Linked DNA regions of Sus scrofa: region 1 is linked to region 2. Evidence: chromatin contacts called from public promoter capture Hi-C data. All regions are on one chromosome and are shown on one strand. The core of a region is the stretch at or near the end of the contact, and the rest is flanking DNA. Distances in the headings are between cores, read along the strand shown. Region 1 holds the start of MAZ (myc-associated zinc finger protein). Region 2 holds the start of FAM57B (protein FAM57B).

Region 1 (4,513 bases), core at 1,403-3,902, 190 kb before region 2:
GGCAGCATCCCCAAATGCTGAGATCCACATCTTGAAGAAGAAAGGCCGGAAGAGAAAGGTGAGAGTAGCTGAAGCCTTAGGCTACATACACCTACATAGATCCCAGGGGAAGTAACAGGTGGTGAGCTTCGGTGGGAAGAGGGCTGGCCAGAGGGTTACTTGGTCTGTTTGAACCCTTGTCAGCTGTTTACAGCTCTTCCAAGTCGCTTCCCCTCTGGATGCAGCATGCCTCACAGGGCATTTCAGATGAAATGCAGTGAGATGAGTTTATCTAGCAGGATGGGTGTCCCTCACTTGTTACCTTTCTTCCTGGTGTCCCTCACCGTCAGTTGATAGCTACTTACTAGGTACAGTGTGTAGCCTGGGTCTTGCCCTCTACAAACTGCAGAGCCCACTTAGGGAAAGAGCCTAAACACTGGAAGACCTACCTAAAAACTGGGGTGACACTGGGGGGTTATCATTTCTTGAGCACCTTCTATGTGCTTATTCTTTTTAGAGATGAAGGCCCAGATTTAAGAGCTTGCTATGTATTTTACATTCATGAACTCATCTGATCATCACAGCAACTCTTTCACAAGTTGGATAAAATGAGAATCAGCCCAGAGAGTGGCCAGAGGGAAGGGTTCGGGGAATGGCAACTGAACAGGAGGGAAAGAGAGGCTGGGGAGGGCGGGGAGGTAGCTGCTGTTAGGCTTCTATCCTTGCAGAGTCCAAAGCAGTTTACCGCTGCAGGCTGAACAGCACTCTGTTGTCACTCACCTCCTGCCTAATAGCTGGAGTCCCTGGATGCCTCAGAGCCCGAGGAGAAGGCTGAGGATTGCTGGGAGCTACAGATCAGCCCGGAGCTACTGGCCCATGGGCGCCAAAAAATATTAGATCTGCTGAATGAAGGCTCAGCCCGGGATCTACGCAGCCTGCAGCGCATTGGCCAAAAGAAGGCCCAGCTCATCGTGGGCTGGAGGGAGCTCCATGGCCCCTTCAGCCAGGTAATGGCCCAGGGGGGAGTGGGGGTGGGAGGAGCCTGGCACTCCCTCGGCCCCTTCTCCATCACGGCTGTCCTGCCAGGTGGAGGACCTGGAACGCGTGGAGGGCATCTCCAGCAAACAGATGGAGTCGTTCCTGAAGGTGAGCTCACGGCTGAGCCCTTCCTCCCCTGGCCTGTGCCCGTCTCGGCCCTGACGCTGCTGCTCTCCCCTCCCCTCCTGTGTTGCAGGCGAACATCCTGGGTCTCGCCGCGGGCCAGCGCTGCGGCCCCTCCTGACTGCCAGCTCCCCTCTTCACTTTGCTTTTTTTTTTTTTTTTTTAAATCCTTGTGTAACCCACTTTCGTGTAAATACAGTTGTCATTCCTTTGCTTCAGCCTGATTCTTGGGGCTGCGGGGGTGGGGCCCGGGTATCACTGCCTTTGGGCCGGGCCACAGGCGCCGCGGGCTAACTTCTTTGGGCGCCATCTTTGGGAAAACACGAAGCAGCGCAGGATTGTAAATAAACCGCTGGAGAGAGGAGGCAGAAAGGACGGTGGCCGAGAGGAAACAAAAAGCTCCCGCGAAAACCCGAGGACGACGACCGTTAGGCGGGCGCGCGCTTAGCGATTGACCCCGCCCCGTTCGTACCCCTGGCGCGCGCTCCCCTATTCTCCCGCTCGGCAACGACGGCGAGTTTGCGCGCGTGCGCGCGAAATAACGGCCGCTGGCGGAGGGAGAAGGGGGGTGGAATCTTTGAGGGGGGGAAGAGAAGCCGCCCCGTCTCCCGCGCGCCCACCACCTGCGCCATCGTCAGCCAATCAGCGGCCGTCTCAGGGGTCTCGCGCTTGGGGCGACTCCGGCTGCCGGGTGGCTCCCCCGTCCCTCCTCCCGCCAGAGTCCCTCTCGTACCTTCCCCCTCCCGCTGGCCTCGCGCGCGCTCGCGCTCGCGCCCGCTCCAGCCTCTTGTGTGTCCTCGCGCCCCCCGCCCGCCCTCCCCGCGCGCAGTGTGCTCCGCTCCCCCACCCTCCTCCTCCTCCCCCCTCCCGCCCGCCCCGCGCGCCTCCTCCCCGGGTTCCCCCTCCCCCACCGCCGCCTCCTCCTCCTCCCGCCCCAGGGTGAGCGCGAGCCACCTCCCTCCCTCCCTCCGCCATGGATCCCGGCAACTGGAGCAGCTTCATCTTCCAGGTAACAACCCCCTCCCCCCGCCCCCACCCCCCTTCCCACACCCCTCCCGCCCGCCCTCCCTCCCGTCCCACCCCCCCCTCCGCGCGCCCGGTGCGCGCGCAGCTGTCCCCCTCCCTCCCTCGCGCCCTCCCCCGCCCTCCCCGAGGCGCCGGCTGGGCGCGCGCGCGGCGGGGCCGAGGCTGCTCCCTCGCTCCCCCCACCCCGCCCCGCCAGGCTCCAACCGCCGCCGCCGCCGCCGCCGCCCGGGCCCCCGCCCCCGGCCCCCGGCCCCGCGGGGCCTCCCGCCCCCACCCAGGGGGCGTCGCCGCCGCCGTCGCCGCCGCGTTCCGCGGCCCGCCAGGCGCCCTCCTTCCCTCCCTCCCGCCGGCCGGGGTGCGCGGGCGGCGGGGCGGCCCGCGGGCCATGCGTTCGGCGCGGCCCAGCCCGGCCGGCCGGGGGCGGCGCCCCGAGCCCGGGCCCCGCGCGGCCCGCGCCCCCGGCCCCCGCTGAGCCCCGGGGGCCCCGCCGTGGCCGAGGCCATGTTCCCCGTGTTCCCTTGCACGCTGCTGGCCCCCCCTTCCCCGTGCTGGGCCTGGACTCCCGGGGGGTGGGCGGCCTCATGAACTCCTTCCCGCCACCTCAGGGTCACGCCCAGAACCCCCTGCAGGTCGGGGCTGAGCTCCAGTCCCGCTTCTTTGCCTCCCAGGGCTGCGCCCAGAGTCCATTCCAGGTGAGTAGGGGCCGGCCGGGCCGGGAGGGCGCCGACTCGCGGCCGCGGCCCACACGGCGCCTTGTCTTCGCAGGCCGCGCCGGCGCCCCCACCCACGCCCCAGGCCCCGGCGGCCGAGCCCCTCCAGGTGGACTTGCTCCCGGTTCTCGCCGCCGCCCAGGAGTCCGCCGCGGCCGCGGCCGCCGCTGCTGCCGCCGCCGCCGCCGCCGCCGTTGCTGCTGCGCCCCCGGCCCCGGCCGCCGCCTCCACTGTGGACACAGCGGCTCTGAAGCAGCCCCCGGCGCCCCCTCCGCCGCCCCCGCCAGTGTCGGCGCCCGCCGCGGAGGCCGCGCCCCCTGTCTCTGCCGCCACCATCGCCGCAGCCGCGGCCACCGCCGTCGTAGCCCCAACCTCGACGGTCGCCGTGGCCCCGGTTGCATCTGCCTTGGAGAAGAAGACAAAGAGCAAGGGGCCCTACATCTGTGCTCTGTGCGCTAAGGAGTTCAAGAACGGCTACAACCTCCGGAGGCACGAGGCCATCCACACGGGAGCCAAAGCCGGCCGGGTCCCCTCGGGTGCTATGAAGATGCCCACCATGGTGCCCCTGAGCCTCCTGAGCGTGCCCCAGTTGAGCGGGGCAGGCGGGGGAGGGGGAGAAGCTGGTGCCGGCGGCGGAGCGGCCGCAGTGGCCGCCGGCGGCGTGGTCACCACGACCGCCTCGGGAAAGCGCATCCGGAAGAACCACGCCTGCGAGATGTGCGGCAAGGCCTTCCGCGACGTCTACCACCTGAACCGACACAAGCTGTCGCACTCGGACGAGAAGCCCTACCAGTGCCCGGTGTGCCAGCAGCGCTTCAAGCGCAAGGACCGCATGAGCTACCACGTGCGCTCACATGACGGCGCTGTGCACAAGCCCTACAACTGCTCCCACTGTGGCAAGAGCTTCTCCCGGTGTGCACAGGGCCTCGGCCGCCCACTGGGCGGGCGGGTGGGGAGGGAGGGCCGGCCTGCGATGGAGGTGGCCTGGCCTTGGCTGGTTGGGAGGGAGGGTGGCTTCCGAGGAGGAGGACAGGGAGCCACTCCCTGGGAGGAGGGAGAAAAGCCTCTCCTGGTTACCAGGGAGCAGGGGGTGGTACTTAGCAGAGGAGGTGGGTCCTTGGGTTGTAGGAGAGCTTCGCGTGGGAGGAGGACCAGGCAGCCCTGCGCGCGCGAGAGGAGGGATCTCCTGCCTGCCTGCCCGGGACTCTGAAGCCCTGGGCTTGAGAGGCATTGCAGGGACCTACGGAGAGGCCTGATGTACTAACAAGTTAGGCAGACGGGGTGGGGGGGCACCTCCACACTCAAGACCCCTAACCCCAGCCCCCACGTATCCCCAGGCCGGATCACCTCAACAGTCACGTCAGACAAGTGCACTCAACAGAACGGCCCTTCAAATGTGAGGTAGGAAGCCCGCCCCCCACCCCCGTCCTGGTTTTCATGATTTTGATCCTCATTGTAGTTGTCTGAGTTCAGCCTCTCAGACCCCCTTTTTCTCTCTCTTCTTTTTGCTTTTTCACTCCATTTTCTCATCCCTTCTTCAAGGCCTGGTCATCTCACTCCCATTTCCTACAGATCAAAGGTCCCCAAGGCTCTGATTCCTTTAACCTCTTGCCCCCCTCTCCCCACTCCCCAAAGCT
Region 2 (5,003 bases), core at 428-2,927:
TGACCTTTAAGGACAGGATGTGGATAAATTTATCCCTGGGTGTTGAGTTGCAGCTACTGCAGTTAACTTGCTCAGGCCAAGTGCAGGGCTTGGGACCACTGCAGGAGTCTCCAAATGGCCTGGGGTACTGAGGGATCACACCTACACACAAGGCTGCTGGAACGGGGGCCAAGGTGGCCTCATGGCACTTACTGGTCATCAATGATGTGCTTGCAGGAGGTGGAAACAATGTAGCCAGCTGTGGAGGCCATGACGGCTTGGACGGAGGACACGAGCCTAGGGAGGAAGAGGGAGCCGTCGGTTGGGGAGAAGAGGCGCCCCTTGGCTTCTCCTCTTGATTGTCCAGTTACTGTGCTTCTCGGGTCACTCCCTGCCCATCTTTCCCCAAGGCTGCCTTGCCCGGGGCTCAGCCCCATTCAGACAGCAGTGAGCTCCTGGGTTCACCCCTTTCTCTGCCATCTTCCTCCCCTCAACTGCGGACCCTGAGTCGCCGTCCCCTCAGGAGGACACCAGGGAGGTCATCTTGAGGTGAGACGATGCTGAGAATGGGTGGCTGATGACAAAGCCCCTCCCGGGGAGGGGTGAGGTGGGGGGCACAGCAGAGCATGGCACAGGAAAGCCCCGGGCCTGTTCTTGCATCACGCAGCTGCCCAGTCATCATGCCGGTCATCCACGGGCTCCTGGGATGTCCCCAGTTGCCCCTGGCCACTTTCCCGCTCTCCGCTTGCCTGCCCCACGCTCCCCTCCCCACCTCCGGCCCCTATGCCAGGGCTGTGCGGAGTTCGTTCCACTGTTCACTCCTCTGTCCCTCTTTGCCCCAAACACATGCCTTGAATACTGCTCGACTCTCTCTGCCCCTTGTCTGGCTCCCTAACATCCTATGGGAATGTTGGAGGCACTTGCTGGCCCTGTTTTGGAGGGTGGGAGGGTGAATGGGAAAGGGAAGAAGAGCAGTCTGAACACTAGTAGACCAGATGGCTGGGTTTGGATGAGGTCTCCTGGGACGGCAGTGAGTAAGGCAGCGAGGAGAGAAGGAAGCTGGGAGGTAGAGCCCACCGACCACTCCGGGAGCCCCCAGACCCCACCAGGCCAAGGATCCACAGACGTGCTGGGGTCCCCTCCATCCCCAAAAAGCCTGGAAAGGGGAGAGGGGTGGAGGGGAAGGGACGCAGTTTACCTGGCGGAGACAATGACCGCGTCGGCCTCCTCCCAGCGCAGCTGGGGCAGCCGCTGGAGCGTGTTCTTGGAGAGGAGGAAGAGTCCGGGGAACACCACCCCCCAGCCACCATGGGGGTCAGCATGGTGGCTCGGGCCTCCGGCAGGGAGACGAGCGAGCGAGTGGCCGCGAAGGGACAGGGAGGCCGAGCTGAAGGGAGTTAGGGGTGGAGAAGGATGCCAGGCCAGGCAAGGAGAGAGAGAGAGAAAGGGGCACAAAGGGGACAGGGCGGGGACGGGATGGGGCTGGGGAGTCAGACCGAAGGACAGGCGAGCAAAAGGGAGTTAGATGAGACTGGGGACACGGGGAGAGACTGGGGAGGGGGGGGAATCCGAGAAAGGGAGCCCGAGAAAGCCAGTCAGAGGGTTGGGAGAGAGATGAGGAGGGAAGGACTTGGTGAGAGGACAGAGGGAGAGGGTACAGGAGGAGGAGGAGGAGGAGGAGGATGCGGATGGGGAGGGGAGGGAGAGCGGCAGGTTGGGGGGGTTACGCGGAGTGGCGGGGAGGGCCCGGGGAGGCGGGGTGGGGGGTGGGACTGTGGTGCCCGCTCTGAAAGGGAGGGCGGGAGGGAAGGGAGACAGAGGAGCGGCGGGGCCAGTGGTCAGCGGTCAGCACTGCTCTCCCGCCTCTCGCTGCCGCCACAGTTCCCGCTGCCGCCGCCGCCGCCGCCGCCGCCGCCGCCGCCCGGTCCAGAGGGCCCCGGAGGCTGCACAGGGCATTATAGAGAGTTCGTGCCCAGCCCCTGCCCCCTCTGGGGGGAGGGGGAGGGGACGTCACCAGCTGGGGGAGGGCGGGGGAGGGGGAGGGAAATGATGGCACCGACCAGACACCGAGGACCGGGACCTGCAGCGGCGTCTCCCCATGCAGCTCTGAGCCACGGCAGCGGCGGCAGCGGCTGCGACAGAGATGGGGGGGAACGGAGAAAGAGGGAGGGGGAGGCCCTTAAAGAGACAGCCGCTGCGGCACAGGGGGCTGCTGAGGACAAGGGTCAGGGGAGAGTCAGCTCTTTCACTTGGGGATGGAGGTGGCTGTTGGGAGCCCGGGAGGGGACTGACCCAGCACTTGGCATTTCTTCCTCTGCCAAGGCCTCCCAACACATGTCCCTCGGGGGCCTGTGTGCTTCCAGCTGAGGGTGGCCTCTCTGGTAGAAAGAGGATGCCCTGGAGGAGGGAGCAGGGGAAACTGGTACCTCCCGGTGTCTCTGAAGGATGCATGTCCTTAGGGCTCAGAGATCCCTAGGTCCTTCACCCCGATGGGAGAGAGGGGAACTCTGAGGTATACATGAGGTGCCTGTAGGTCCTGCCCTGGCTGCAAGTCAGTCCTACGAGCTTCTCTAACTCTTGTAACAGTACTGAGGGAATGGCACTTTTTACAGGTCAAAAAGTGTCCCCAGGCCTTCAGTGGCCCCAAGTTCTCAGAGTTGCGAAGATGCAAGAACCCTCTCATCCTGGGCGGCAGGGGTTAAAGAGAGTGGGAAGCTCTGCCTCCCTGAAAGCCCACCTCAAGCTGAGGATGGCCCTTTCCGTACCCGTGTCCTTGAGGCTATCCGGCCTCTCCCAGCCTGCCCTAAACCCTGGTCATTCTTTTTCTTCAGGTTTATTGTGCCCCTGGCTCCCCTTCCTCTGCAACTTCCTCTCCCCCTGGAAGAGGACCCTGGGGATTGGCTGATTCAAGCCCCTCATCCAGCTGCAAGGAAAGGAGGCCCAGTGACTTGGCCAAGGTCCTGCAGCAGGTCAGAGGCCCAGCCAGAACCACACTTGGCCTCTGCGCCGCTTCTCACCCTCTCACGCGGCCTCCCTGGAATCTGGCCTTCTCATCCTGCACCCAACTGCCCTGTAGACTTCTGCATGATGTGAGGTCCGACTACCCAGACTATCTTTGCTTTCAAAGCCTGCCTGAAGATAGGGTTCAACAGCAACCCTGTAATTTGCCTTTGCCTGACCAAAGCTCATGCCATCACTTTCCCAGCGGGCTGGGACTTGCGTTGTATGCTGCCCTCTAGTGGTGGACTGTGGGAACAGACCCTGAGAGGTCCCTGGCCTTAGGCAGCAGGAGTTAGGGAGACTTCTAGAGACAATAGCAGGCCTAGCTTCCTGATCTCAGGGCTTCACTCAAGGGAAGAAGGCACCCAATTTCCCCCCTTTTTTTTTTTTTTTTTTGCTTTTTAGGGCCTCACCTGCGGCATATGGAAGTTTCTAGGCTAAGGGTCGAATCAGAGCTACAGCCACAGCAACGCAGGATCCCAGTGGCATCTGTGACCTACACCTGAGCTCACTGGATTGCTGGATTGCTGGATTGCTGACCCACTGAGCGAGGCCAGAGTCAAACCTGAATCCTCATAGATACTAGTCAGATCTGTTTCTGCTGCGCCACAATGGGAACTCCGTGAGTATTTTCTATCTGCTAGGCTTGGGGTGAAGTGGTTTATGTTCGCTCTTATTTAATCTTCCCAGATGGTAGTATCTTTGTTTCATAGACAAGAAACTTAAGCTTAGAGGGTTTTGTTGACTGTTTGGTTTTTTGGGGTTTTTTTTTTTTTTGTTTGTTTGTTTGTTTTAGGGCTGCACCCGTGGCAGGTGGAAGTTCCCAGGGGCTGAATTGGAGCTGTAGCTGCCAGTCTACACCACAGCCATAGCAACACCAAAATTGAGCCAGTCTACACCACAGCTTGGCAACACCGGATCCTTAACCCACTGAGTGGGGCCAGGGATCGAACCTGGGTCCTCACAGAGACAGTGTCAGATCCTTAACCCACTGAGCCACAATGAGAACTCCTTCACAGGTATATTATTAATCTTTATCAAATAGGCCATAAATTTGCAGCACGAGGGCTCCATCCATCGCATAAATATGTTTTGTTTGGCCAGACTGGTGTTGCCAGTACAGTATTTTCCTAAATTCTACGTTATTTGTCAGTGTTTGAAAATTAGGAGATTTCATATAAAAGCTCAACTTCTTTTAGGAAGCAGTCGGGGAATTTCCGTCATGGCTCAGTGCTTAACAAACCTGACTAGCATCCATGAGGATGCAGGTTCGATCCCTGGCCTTGCACAGTAGGTTAAGGATCCAGCATTGCCGTGAGCTGTGGTGTAGGTCACAGACACGACTTAGATCCTGTGTTGCTATTGCTGTGGCTGTGGCATAGGCTGACGGCTACAGCTCCTATTGGACCCCTAGCCTGGGAACCTCCATATGCTGTGGGTGCAGCCCTAAAAAGAGAGAAAGACACACAAAAAGAAACAATCAGGAGTTCCCATTGTGGGGCAGTGGGTTAAGAATCCAACTAGTAGACTAGAATCCATGAGGATGTGGGCTCAATCCCTGGCCTCCCTCAGTGGTTAAGGATCTGACGTTGCCATGAGCTGTGGTGCAGGTCACATATGTGGCTCAGATCTGGCATGGCTGTGGCTATGGCATATGCTGGCAGCTGCAGCTCAACTGGACCCCTAGCCTGGGAACTTCCATATGCTGCAGGTGCAGGCCTAAAAAGAAAAAAAAAAAATTTACAAACAGGAGCTCTGAGGTTAAATGACTTGGAAAAGATCTCATAGCCAGTGCCTTTGATTCTATATCCCCTGCCCACACCAACTGCCACACGCACTCACGTACGCACATAGTCTGCTTCTGCTCCCATCACTAACTCTTCCTGAAAGTAGGAGACCAGTGCTACCAGCCCTGGCCCCAAGAAAGGGTGCCCTCACCCTGTCCCCTTACTTGGATGCCACCAAAACAGCCTCTGGCCTCTCCATCCGCAGGTTGGAGTGGTTCTGCAGACCCCAGCAGAGGA

Evidence for each region. Promoter capture Hi-C pulls out the DNA fragments that hold promoters and counts their contacts.
Region 1: a promoter capture Hi-C map of fetal skeletal muscle shows a contact between it and region 2, with 5 times the contacts expected there. The contact joins the promoter of MAZ here to the promoter of FAM57B in region 2. A contact is called at or near these places in 3 of 5 promoter capture datasets (fetal liver, fetal skeletal muscle and liver), 2 of 47 Hi-C or Micro-C datasets (embryonic fibroblasts and skeletal muscle) and 2 of 2 datasets of contacts at active chromatin or transcription factors (alveolar macrophages and skeletal muscle).

The regions. Positions count from the first base shown.
Region 1 is chr3:18,040,380-18,044,892 of Sscrofa11.1, forward strand. MAZ (myc-associated zinc finger protein) reads left to right here and starts at 2,653. Exons shown (of 7, transcript XM_003354553.4): 1 at 2,653-2,695; 2 at 2,698-2,858; 3 at 2,932-3,788; 4 at 4,214-4,277. The coding sequence starts at 2,668. It overlaps KIF22 (kinesin family member 22), which reads left to right. Exons shown (of 14, transcript NM_001243019.1): 11 at 1-58; 12 at 774-986; 13 at 1,066-1,125; 14 at 1,214-1,353. The coding sequence ends at 1,261.
Region 2 is chr3:18,229,739-18,234,741 of Sscrofa11.1, forward strand. FAM57B (protein FAM57B) reads right to left here and starts at 1,678. Exons shown (of 7, transcript XM_021088005.1): 1 at 1,277-1,678; 2 at 1,178-1,274; 3 at 193-276. The coding sequence starts at 1,301. It overlaps LOC110260082, which reads right to left. Exons shown (of 4, transcript XM_021088012.1): 3 at 4,931-5,003; 4 at 1,735-1,922. The coding sequence ends at 1,818. LOC110260083 (a long non-coding RNA gene) reads left to right here. Exons shown (of 8, transcript XR_002342905.1): 3 at 217-528; 4 at 2,811-2,948; 5 at 4,972-5,003.